Linked DNA regions of Mus musculus: region 2 is linked to region 1. The links are chromatin contacts, called in public HiChIP or PLAC-seq maps. All regions are on one chromosome and are shown on one strand. The core of a region is the stretch at or near the end of the contact, and the rest is flanking DNA. Distances in the headings are between cores, read along the strand shown.

Region 1 (5,826 bases), core at 2,721-5,220:
CCACTGCTCTTAGACTGAGTCTTTGTTCTTTTAAATTCCCTTCTTCTGACTGGCGAGGTCTAGAATCTGAGCCTGCCCTCCAGGACTCAGGCCATTGGAAGACCACTGCTTCTTACCTCTTCACACCCACAGTGACCCCTCTGCCCTCTATCTGGAGAGTTTGACAGCAGAGCCTTGTTTGAAAAGTACAGACAGCTGCTGTATAGCAGAGCCCTTCACCTGCAAGGTGTGCATGAATTATACACCCAGTCTTGCCTTCCTTCTAGCTCAGCTTATGGTGGAATATGGGGGTGCCTTAGTTCCCAGCCTTCTGCTCTGTCCTCTTAGCTTCTGAGCCTCTGTCTGGCACTGTTATCTCCAGCTCAACTAGAGGTGGGCAGAAGCATCTGCACAGAAAAGACAGTGTTTGGCCAGGACAGATAGAAGCCAGACTCTCGTTCACTTCAGACCTGTTTCCTTACTAGTGATAATGACAGGGAAAGAGAAGCACCTTCATTGGGGGCAAACAGCTTTCTGTCTCCTGACCCCAAATCTCAGATAATCCACTTTGACCTTCACCTTTCACACAGGTTTCTCTCGAGGTAGGGAGAGGGCTGGGGGCATCCCAGGCAGCAATCACCTGGAAGCCATGTCCCCGCCTCGGGTGTCTGCTGCTTTCTCTTAGGGGTGAAGCAGAATGAACTAAGCTGCAGCGGCTCATCTGGCCACTGTCTTGTTGGAAAAGGAAGACTCACGTTAAGGAAAAAGAAGTCAAGTGTACTAGGTTACCAGGAACCGAATGGCGTGGAAGGAGGACAGAGAAGAAGGACCTTGCTGTGACCTCAACCGTCCGCCTGCCTCCCACCTCCAACCCTAGCATGTTCTTCTGGCTGCACGCTCCTAGTAGACGCAGGCTGGTGAAAAGCAAAATGCAAGTCTGCACTGCGGATTCCGCACTACAGAAAATCAATTAAGGGGAGGGACTTCCTCCAGACCCCATACCGTGGGTCCGTGGGTCCGCTTTCTCTCGCTGTTAGGAAGGACATGACTTCCACCCTCCCTGTAGTCCACAGAGGCCAAGTCCTTTGCATGCCTCTGGTCCCTGAGAAAGGTCTGGGGACAAAGGAGTAAAGAACTTTTCTATGGAGAGGTGGGGTAGAGTAGAATAGGAGGAGCCTTTCCTCCCTCGGGGATGGGACTCCCGGGTCTGGGTGCTTTAGAAGCAGTGTAGTGGCTCTGAATCCAGCAGATGGCGCCAGAACCCATCGACTGCTGGGAGCCCAGAGAACGAGAGTGGTGACGTTTCCTAGGCAACAGACAGCGTTTCTAAAAGCCCGGCCCTTGACAACCATTCCCTGGTTGCCGACGTCCATAGAAAATTTGGCTTCTGAAGGACAGGAAGAGCACAGAGAGCAAAATAATCTCGCAATAAAGCTAGCTGTGGCTGCCCAGAAGAGCGAGTGGGGGGGGGGGACCTCTTTTAATACGATTGTTTATTACTCTCCACCAGTGCCTGCTAGGGTGTCATCGCCTCAGCTACCATACAAGTCAGTATCGCAGAGTCCTTTATTATGGCTGGGAGAATGGGATTCAGAGAGAGAAAGTAGCTTCCAAGGGCCAGCTGGTCAGACCCTAGGCCCTCCTGGTTGTGGCTACTCCCTTCTGGGGAGTGGCAGTACAAAGTATCCAAGCAGTGATAGGGTAGCTGGCAGTGGGGTCTGTTGGTAAACCAGAGCAAAGCAGTGCAGAGGGTATGTAAAGGTTAAATAAACCCAATCCAGTTCTGTCTGCTGGCATGAATTAGGGTCCTCTACTCAGGGTCTTTGCTGCTGTGGGTGGGTCTTCCTTATATCAAAGAAGACATGGGAGTTAGGTATTCCAGATATTATGTGACATCTCCCAGATAGTACAGTTCTCCAAGAAGGGCACAAAGATGGAGCCTACAGCTGTTTATGGAGAGGAGAGAGGAGAATACCGGTTAGGGCTCGGGGAACTGTACAGAGGAGAGAAGCAGATGCAAACAAATCAGGAGGCAGATACAGCATTTCCAAGTCAATTCGGTCATCTGCTCTGTCTTCACCCCAGCCCTCCTCTCAGGACCCTCTATCTCCCACTTACTGAACTTAAACTCCATGAATTGTCCACATTCTCTAGAGAAACAAAACCAATTATCTATGTATCTACCTATCTGCTCTCTAAATTTCTATCCAGAAAGATGGGGCGATAGACCTAGAGTCAGAACTGTCATAAGGAACTGATTTCCATGATTATAGGGATGGGAGGGAAATATAAGGTGCAGGCAGCAATCTGGATATCCCGAGTGTTGACTATTTTGGGCCAAAGTCCCGAAGTAGGAGACCTGTGTCTTAGCTGGACAAGAGAGCACATTATTACTAGCCATTGTTGTTGTTGCTCTACTTAGGCTCCTCTGGGATTCCGTGATGCCCACCCAGCTCTCAGCTTGGCTCATTCTGTGGAAACACCACTATATACACAACTAGGATTTTTTTTTCTCAGAATAATCTGGGTACTCCAAGGACACACTGAGATGTATAATTCTCCCCGACACCCTCCTTCTGTCTTGCTCCCCCATGCATATTTAACCCATTAGCATTCCCTCTTGGCACGGCCTCCATAGGTAGCCTTTTGGGCCACTTCTAGTCTCTTCTAACAGCTAAGCCACGGTTGTCCCCTCCCTGCATTGTGGCAATGGGCCCCGTTTCCCCAGTTCCCACTATTCCCTCCTACTAGAGTCTCCTGAGAGCAGAAATTGAGATGTAAGTTGGAGCACGTGAAAGCCCGCTAGTGGTTTTCTTGGGCTCAAACTAAAAGCCAGGATCTTTCCTGTGACCTTCAAGACCCATTGTGATCTGACCCTCCTACTTGTCAGACCTAGTTAACTATTGCTTCTTTCTCACCCTGTGGTGCATCCTCTCTGGCCTCCTTGTGATCCCATGCTCCCTCACACCTTTTTTAAAAAGTTCTCCCACATATCCCTCTCCTGTCTACTCCCCTCCCTTCCTGCAGGTGTCTACTCTAGGGCCATCTTGATAGACCTTCCAACATGCACACTAGCAGTTTAACCACTCGCCTCCCTACCCATCCGCTCCTTCTGCTTCATTGCCTTCTAGAAAATACCACAAACACATTCCATTTCGATGTATGCTGTCTGCTTCCCTCATATGACTGACTGACTGACTGACTGACTGACTGTGTGTGTGTGTGTGTGTGTGTGTGTGTGTGTGTGTGTGTGTGTGTATCAGATGAGGAATAGGCTCCATATGTTTATTCACTTATTTATAAGTGATAGTGACTGTCACTCATAATGAACATATGAAGCCTATTCCTCACCTGATACTTATCAGCAGGTTTAGCAATGCTGAGGGTACAGAGATGGACAGAGCACACGTTCCGTTGAAGAACTCAGAACCTAGCAGGAGAGATCAGCTTTGACTTGTGATGGTGAGCAGTTCAGGACCATGTAACAATGATGCAAATACCAGCAGTACCGATGGGGCTTTGCTCTATGCTGGAATTGTGTACGAGCGTTATGACATCATAAAACCCTGTGAAATGGAAAATATGACTTCTCTTCTAGAGGAGGAGACAGGCTCAGAGAGGCTAAGTCATTTGCCCAAGGCCATCTAGCTGCTCAGCCAGAGCTGAGGCTGTGTCCTCATTCCTGTGCCCCAGCCCCAAAGTCCCTTCTCCCACTCTCCCAAGGGAAGCCAAGAGGGTGCAGTGCAGAGAGAGAGAGAGAGAGAGAGAGAGAGAGAGAGAGAGAGAGAGAGGATTCCTCATGTGGAGCAGCAGAGAGAATGTGTCTAGTCACTCTCAGGCTCCTGCCTGCAGCCTGAGGCTGATTGGGCTCCCCCTGGACACCAGCCTTCTTGCCACACCCCCACCTTTGGCACAGCATTGACTCCACAAGGATCCCTTTTGGGGCCTGGTCATGCATATAACCACAGGCTGACAGTTCAGTGTGCCAGGGCAGCCAAGGGTGAGGTCACAGGCTGAGCACTCTGTCCCCAGCCCCTCCCTTCTCTCACCACAGGCTCAGTTTTTGCTCTGCTGGCTGTAGAATTCCCCAGCAGCTTTAGCCCAGCAGGCATGGGTTTCTCCCTGACAAGGTCTAAGTGTGCCAGCCTCCTGTTGCTGTGGTAACAAGTTACAACTGCATAGTTTAGGACAACATAAACTTACTATCTTCCTGTGGTGTGGGTCAGAAGTCTAGGATTTATCCTTCCAGAAGCCTGCCCTCTAGAGTCTCCAGGGAGAACCCATTCCTTTGCACTGAGAACTCTGGAGATTGCCTAAGGTCTCAAGACTCATGGGCTCATCTCATCCCTTCAAAGCCAGAGCACAGCATCTTCAACTCTTCCAGTCTTTCTGACCCATTTGGACTTTACACTCCAGCTTCCTTTTCAAAGGCCCATGGTAGTGTTCCCATCTCCCAATTTACAACATAATCATATCTGCCAATGCCCCCTTTGTCATCTTGGACACCATGAGTTCCAGGAGTCAGGATGCAAACATTTTCCGAGGGCCATCACTTGGCTTGCCACAGCTGTCTAGGATGCTCACCTTCATAAAGGGAGAGAGGCTGTTTATAGGATGCTTGACAAAAGCTAAACAATGTGGACACCATCTGTTTCATTATCCTTACGAGGCTTTGTGTGGACAACCTCCCCCCGACCCCCATGCATATGGACCCTATTACCTCTAATAGCATATACCCCAAGGTCTCATTCACAGATTGGAAAACAGTCTTTCCTGGGCAGCTTTGTCTAACCTGAAAGTTCTCAAGGTAAGACAGAGGGCCGTGTCTCACTTCTAGAGTCCCTGGCATAAGGCAGGACAGAACAGGCACTCAGGCCACTGCAGGCTGGAAGCAGGTACGTTGGGCACATGGGTGTCTTTTAGAGGGTCTGTGAATCTTTTTTGCATGCAACCCTTTTGTGTATGTATCTATTTTTTGAGGATGAATGGAACCCCACCATTAGGGGTTCAAAAAACTCTGGTTTTGTTGAGTTGTTAGAGTCCCAGCCTAGTGTGCACAAAGCTCTTGGTTTGATTCTAAGCATAACATAGAACTGGTTATACAATCTCAGACAAGAGGATCAGATTCCAGTTCAAGTTCATCCTTGGCTGCATAGTAAGTTCAAGGCCAGCCTGGCATAAATGTGACCCTGCCTCAAAAGGAAAAGAGACAGGGGGAGGAGGACAGAAGAGACCCTGATCGGGGAACAGCTTTTCCTGGGAAAGGGGCCTCCTTCTCTTAGCCAGCTTGTCACCGAGGTCATTCTGTGGGGAAGGGAGTAAAAAGGGTATGGGCTGTTTCTAATGTGCTCATCTGGTTTTGATTGGCCCACGGGGCAGCAGAGATTCCTGGGATTGGCTGAAGACAGAGTTGGTCAGCAGGGTGGCCGGATATCTGTAAGAAGAAAGAAATGGTTATAATCGTGCCACTGCTCTAACCAAATCTCCTCACACCAGGCTGTGCAACAATCAGGGGCATCACTTCCTGGCGTGCAGATCTGAGTGCACCAGTGCCATCTCCACCTCTCTACCGAGCTTTCTGGTGATGCTGAGAATATGGGGGGCCATAAACCATACACCTAGCCCAAAGCATTGGAGGACTCGAGCCGTATTCACTTAATCCTTCTTATCTGCAATTCTTCAGTGGTGCAGTGTATGTCTGCACAGCGTATGTCTCTCTACAGTCTCTGGCCCCACCTTCACTCTCTGGTGCTGGCCCAGAGGGCCCGAGCGGCAGCATCTGCTCATATCCTCATTCCTGATGAAGTCTGGTCCCTTGGGATAGAAATGGGCTCTCCTTGCTTCTGA
Region 2 (5,984 bases), core at 1,636-4,135, 120 kb before region 1:
ACAGTACCCACAGAATCCAGAAAAGAATGTCTGATCCCCTGAGACTGGAACTACAGTTAGTTATTAACTGCCACCAAGAGGAAGCCGTGACTTTAACCACTGAGCCATCTCTACACCCCCCCCCCCCGTATTTTATAGGCACAGTTTCTTAAGAAAGAAAAAGAGCACTTGTTGCTCTTGAAGACTGGGAAATCACGTGGTGATTCATAACCATCTGTAACTCCAATACCAGCAGATTTGACACCTTCGAACCTCCACAGGCCAAGGGCACACACGTGGTATACAGATGTTCACGAAGGCAAAACAGTCACATGCATAAAATAAAATTACTAAATCATTTAAAAATATTTAAAAAAAAATAAAGAGAAAGGCACCCCTGAGGAAGCAAGTAGGCTAGAGAGTTGGGGAGACAGTCACTCAAAAACCTCCACCAAAAATATCTGAGACACTTCTCACTGAACCTGGAGCTCATGGTTTTTCTCCTGTCTAGACTGGCTGTTACTTGCCAGTCCCTTGGACCCACCTCTCTTCCTCTATCCCTTAACCCTGGGGTTACAGGCACACACTGTACTCTGGTTTTTGCAGGACTGCGGAGGACGCAAACTCAGATACTCATGTGCATCATGCCATTGTCCCACTCAGACATCTCACCCCCAACTTGTCTTCGAGTATACATGGTTGGGGAGATGTGTATGCACATGCCTGCGGAGCTTATTATATTAGTTAGGCTAGGCTGCAAATGCCCATCTCCACCCATCTCCACCTCCCCAGTGCTGGGATTACGCATGTGCACCACTATACCCATCTTTTTTTTAAAACATGGGTTCTAGAGGTAGAGCTCCTGTCTGCATAGCATGCTCTTTACTGACTGAACTACCTCCCCAGACCCCCACCTATCTCAGGTTACTGCGGTCTAGAGCAGCTAATAGCTGGGCATGATAGTGCTATTGTGTAATCCAAGCACTCAGAATGGGGAGGCAGGTGGGCCAAGAGTTCAAGGCCAGCCTTTACTGCATAATGGGTTCATGGCCAGCCTGAGCAATAAGAGATTGTGTTCTTTCCAAAACAAAGCAAAACCAATAAACCAAAAATCCCAATCAACATCATTGCAAAGATGTCCCAGTTTCACCCCATCTTTGAATTTAACAGGTAGCCTCCCCTTGGATCTGCCCTTTACCCGTCTGGTCCGTCGTTCCCCTCTGTGTTGTTTACCTCTTCAGGTTGATGCTTGGCGCTCTGGATGGTCTGTTCCATGTCTGGCTCTGCCCCTGATGCCATTTGACTCTGGCCATAAGGAGGATGTTCGGAAGGGGAAGGCAAGGTACGGAGGAGGTCACCCCAAGGGCCATTGTGTTGGAAGCCTTATAGATTTCTTTCCAGTTTCTGCTCCTTCTGACCTGCAATGCAGCCCCCAGGCCCAGCCTGAACATTTGGCAAAAGCAGCAAGATGTTTTAGCCGGGTTTCTTCACTCAGCACTAATTTTGTTTTTGATAGCTCTGCCTGGCCGAGAACTCACATGTATAGCAGGACCAGAGAGATCTGCCTGCTTCTGCCTCCCAAGTGTTGGGATTAGAGTCATGCTGTGGTACCACTTAGCTTCTTTGGGAGAGGAGGATTAGGCTGTATTGTGGAGTGTTTGGCAGTGTCCTTAGCCTCTGTCTCCAGAGATGCTTATAGCAAACTCCCACTCTGACAACTGAAAATGTCTCAGACATTGCCAAATGTCCCTTGGAAATGAGGGATACTGCTGTGTTCAGACATGTGTTTTAATCTGTATTGGTCTAAAAACTTTAGTAGGGCTTCTGAGTAATTATTATTATTATTACTATCATCATTTTATTATCATATTTAAACAAAAAAAGGTCTTACTCTATAGCCCAGATTAGTCTCATTCTCAAGGGCATCCTCCTGCCTCAGCCTCCTGAGTGCTGGCATTTCTCCAATAGGACTTAAAGGGCCCACTATTAATGCAAGAGCAAGAACAATCACCCAGAACTCCCTTAGCATCTACTTCGTGTCTGTGGATCTCCCCTTGACAACTTCCCCACTTTGCTTAGAAAACACCCATCCTCATGGCCCTTCTATTTCTTCTAGGTTCTGTCTGGCCCAAGGGGAGGTCAGGAGATAGAGGGAGATTGAAAACACACCAAGCACCCACTAGACCATGCACCTCGCTTGTTGTGTTTAAACAGATTTGTACAGGTTTCATGCACAATGGTACCTCCCCACCAGTGAGCAGAGCCTGCACTCTAAGCTCAGGTTTCTCTGGGCCCCTAGGTCCTATTCTTTGCCAACCAATACTGACTGCCTTAACTTGGCCTCAGGTGACAGACCTGAGAATGGCATAAATTAGGAGTTCCAATACCTAAGTCCCTACTCAGCAAAGAATGCCGGACCTTTCTCACTGAGTGTACACCTACAGGAGAAACCCTGGTCAGCCTTGTGTCTCAGGCCTGCTAGCTCTCCTGCCTCAGTTTACCCTCCACTGCAGTTCTAGGGGTAACTCTTCTGGTTACATCTTGGGAACAGGTTTAGAAGAATCAAGCCGCGCTGTTCTGAATCACATGCAAGAGTACCTGAACAAAGTTGCTTTCGAACACCACGGAGTTAGGAAACAGATTGAATTCTGGAGAATGAACCATCTGGCAGAGTAGTCCTTCCTCCACTCCCAGGCCCACTCCAGGGTTCGTTTCCCCATCCACAGGCAAGAGGCCCCTGAACTTCTCCCAGGCATTCAAGGAAGGGAAGGTTGGATATGATCTTATCACTTTTACTGTCTTCTTCGATGTCCACCAAGACTTTCTAGGTGGAACTGATGTCATCATGTCTGCACATGCTCAGGGGCCCTCTGCACTGTTGTCCTGGGATCTGTCTCTTCCCTTCTGATCATGGGCAGCTGGCCAAGGCCTAAGGGGCAGCCGGTCAGCTCACAATGATGAATGGATGACATCATGAAAAACCACAGCAGGCCTGCAAGAAAGGGAATGAGGAGGAGCCTCCCATTTCCTCCTGGGCCAGTGATGCTCATGGCTGCACTTACTGACATCCCACATCCTTCTCAGGGCCCCCTTGGAGCATTCACGGAACTTGCTGGGAAACCCTGAGGCAGGCAGGAAGCAAGGACTGTTAGGATGCTTCCGCCGCTGCCCAGAAGAAAGGCCCTTCCTGTCTCTCTCTCTCTCTCTCTCCCTCTCTCTCTCTCTCTCTCTCTCTCTCTCTCTCTCTCTCTCTCTCTCTCTCTCTCTCTCGTGTGTGTGTGTGTGTGTGTGTGTGTGTGTGTGTGTGTGTGTGTGTGGTGGTGTGGTGGTGGTGGTGGTAGTGGTGGTGGTAGTAGTGGTGGTGGTGGTGGTGGTGGTGTGTGTGTGTTTGTGTGTTACTGAGGATTAAACCCAGGGACCCATACATGCAGAATGAGCCCTACCAAACTATATCCCCAGCCTACACAGGTCTTGAACTTGTTGTATTACGCCTGAACCTCCTGAGTTCATGAGTGTGCAGGATGTAGTTCATACTCCCCTCTTTACATTTGGTTGATTGGTTGATTGGTGTGTGTGTGTGTGTGTGTGTGTGTGTGTGTGTACAAATGGGTGCAAGTGTGCCACAGTGCATGTGAAAATCAGAGGACAACTTATGAAAATAAATTCTCTCCTATCAGACCATCCGGCTTGGCGGTAAGTACACACCTTTATCTGCTGGGACATCTCACCACGGAGCCATCTTGCTGGCCTCTTCCCTTACTCTCTTAGTGTAAACTATTCTAAACAGTATGAAAAGCTGATGTCTATTCAAAACTAATTTCCAGAGCCTCACATGATGTGATCACCCCCCCACACACACACACATACAACTCCCTCACCCCCTGACTTAGCATGTGAGCCTCCTCCCCACCTCCCACACCCTGGCTTACGTGCAAGAACCATTTCTGCTTCCAGGAGAGCTACTAGTGCCTGCTCTTTGGCTGCTATGGCTGGCTGGTTGCAGCTGCAGTTTTCTCCCTTCAGAGGTCAAAACTAAAGGAGCAGGAGCAATAATTAGTTTCTGACGACAAGGCTGACTATGGGTACCAGCTAGGAGGGGCAGCATTACACACCCATCTCGGTGACAGTGGATCTCCCCAAGAGCCAGAAAAATTAAAAAAAAAATCTAAATTCCTGGGTGTGGAGTGGGTCAAAGAACCAAGCAGACTGATCACCAATCAGAGTCAATGTAAGGAGAAATGGTATTCCAACTTGAACACAATTCTAGGATTTGCTAATGTGTCACCATCAAGGTCGAATGCAATAAATTTAGAAAGATGGTTTTGAAAAAAGATATGCAAAGGACAGAGCTGGATGTTATTCCTGCATTTCATCATAAAGTCAGAGAGGGGCAGAGGGACCCAAGGCTTTCCCAGTCTTGTTCTGCCAGCCCTCTTCCACAGCCACAAGGCTACACCTATCCAAACCCTTGTCACAACTCCCAGAGTAGCAGTGAAATGTCTAACTCACATTCCTCATTTTCTTTTGCTTACTATGTGGGGAAAAATGTCCCCCACCCCCCATGGTAAGATTCTTTAAGGATAGGGTCATACACCACACCCTGTGGTTTGCATTCCCCTAGGAACTGAAAAACCGTGGTATAAAAGTAATAGCCATTAAAAAGCTGTGCTCCTTTTTCAGTTAGCACTGAAGCACTTCCCTCCATGTTCTCACTAGCCTTCCACCCTCAGCGCTTTGAATCATTTTAATAACTATTTAACAGATGCTTGCAAACCCTAATACTTCTCTGATTTTTTTCTGTTAAGCACAATATTGTCTACAATTATGAAAAGAAGGGAAGAAAATAGAAAGACCAAAAAAATAACCTCAATATTAAACACTTTTTTCTTGGCAGGGCAGTGGTGGCACATGCTTTTAATTCCAGCACTTGGGAGGCAGAGGCAGGAGAGAACCTCTGTAAGTTCAAGGTTAGCCTGGTCTACAGAGTAAGTTCTAGGGTAGCCAAGAGTACACAGAGAAACCAAACCATGTCTTGAAAAGCAAAGCAAAACAAAACAGAACCAAAAAACAACAAAAATTCTTCTGGACATGTACATATCCATTTGATAACCATTTCTTTAGTGTAGAATTACTGAAATTTACTTGGGCATAGGCCATCTGGAATAGAGTACATTGTGTGGCTTCCTTTGCAGCTAGGTAAAGCCATGTGACTAGTCTATTACAGACATAAGCTCAAGTGAACTTTTTGTGAGGAACCATTGTAAGGAGAAGGCACACCCTCTTCCATGACCACCTCCCTCCCTAACCCCGCCCTTCCTCTCCCAAAATAAAACTTTCATTCCAGTGCTGAGTTGTGAAATTTTACGAAAAAAATTAGGAATATTTTTAATGTATTTATTCATTTGCATGTAGGTATAAACATGGGGTGCTGCTGTAGTGTGCAAGTAGAGGGCAAGGCACTCTCCTCTGCCACCATGTGGAGCCCAGGGATTGAGCCTCTGCAGCAAGCACCTTTCTTCACCTGCTGAACCATCCCCACAACCCAAATTTGGATATTTAAAATTAGATGGAGTCAAACCTGAGTCAGGCTGGTGTTACTAATAATAAAATTCCTGCTCACTCTTCAGGAAAGACTTTACAGCAAATGACAGCACTATTTCCCTATAGTTCTAGGCGATAAGGAAATAAAGTTAATTACAGGCTCTCTGAACCTCAGCATGACAAAGGTTTGGCTTCTGGGGACTGTAACTGTGTCCTCCCACACTAGAAAACACTGCCTTGTGCTCCTCCTGTGTTATGCGGCACTAGGATTACCATGATCACCATTCTTTGCACATCTGATAATTGCTGTGGTGACTTCTAGAGGGACACATTCTGACACTTGCTCAAAGTAACCAGAATATCTGAGGTCCAGTTGGTTCTGGGTCCAGACTTTGTGCCACTTAAGAAATGTTATTTTTAAACTAACTTCCTTCCTTCCTTGCTTGCTTCTTTCCTTCCTTCCT

Evidence for each region. HiChIP or PLAC-seq counts read pairs in DNA pulled down with a chosen protein or histone mark.
Region 2: a contact with region 1 is called in an HNF4G HiChIP or PLAC-seq map of pancreatic cancer cells. The contact joins the promoter of Fam71f1 here to the enhancer-like site in region 1. A contact is called at or near these places in 2 of 39 promoter capture datasets (the C10 cell line and liver), 2 of 115 datasets of contacts at active chromatin or transcription factors (embryonic stem cells and pancreatic cancer cells) and 3 of 9 other capture datasets (adipose tissue, liver and pancreatic islet).

Annotation. Positions count from the first base shown.
Region 1 is chr6:29,194,210-29,200,035 of GRCm38.p6, reverse strand. No RefSeq gene overlaps it. Among named protein-coding and RNA genes, the nearest start is that of Prrt4, 18 kb to the right of the region's middle. Within about 2 kb of position 3,970, at least 80 of the 459 cell types and tissues checked have an H3K27ac peak or open chromatin away from gene starts, as enhancers often do. A contact at or near this core is called in adipose tissue and pancreatic cancer cells, where this site is marked.
Region 2 is chr6:29,316,041-29,322,024 of GRCm38.p6, reverse strand. It overlaps Fam71f1 (family with sequence similarity 71, member F1), which reads right to left and starts at 2,885. Exons shown (of 7, transcript NM_001289663.1): 1 at 2,578-2,885; 2 at 1,213-1,397. The coding sequence starts at 2,826.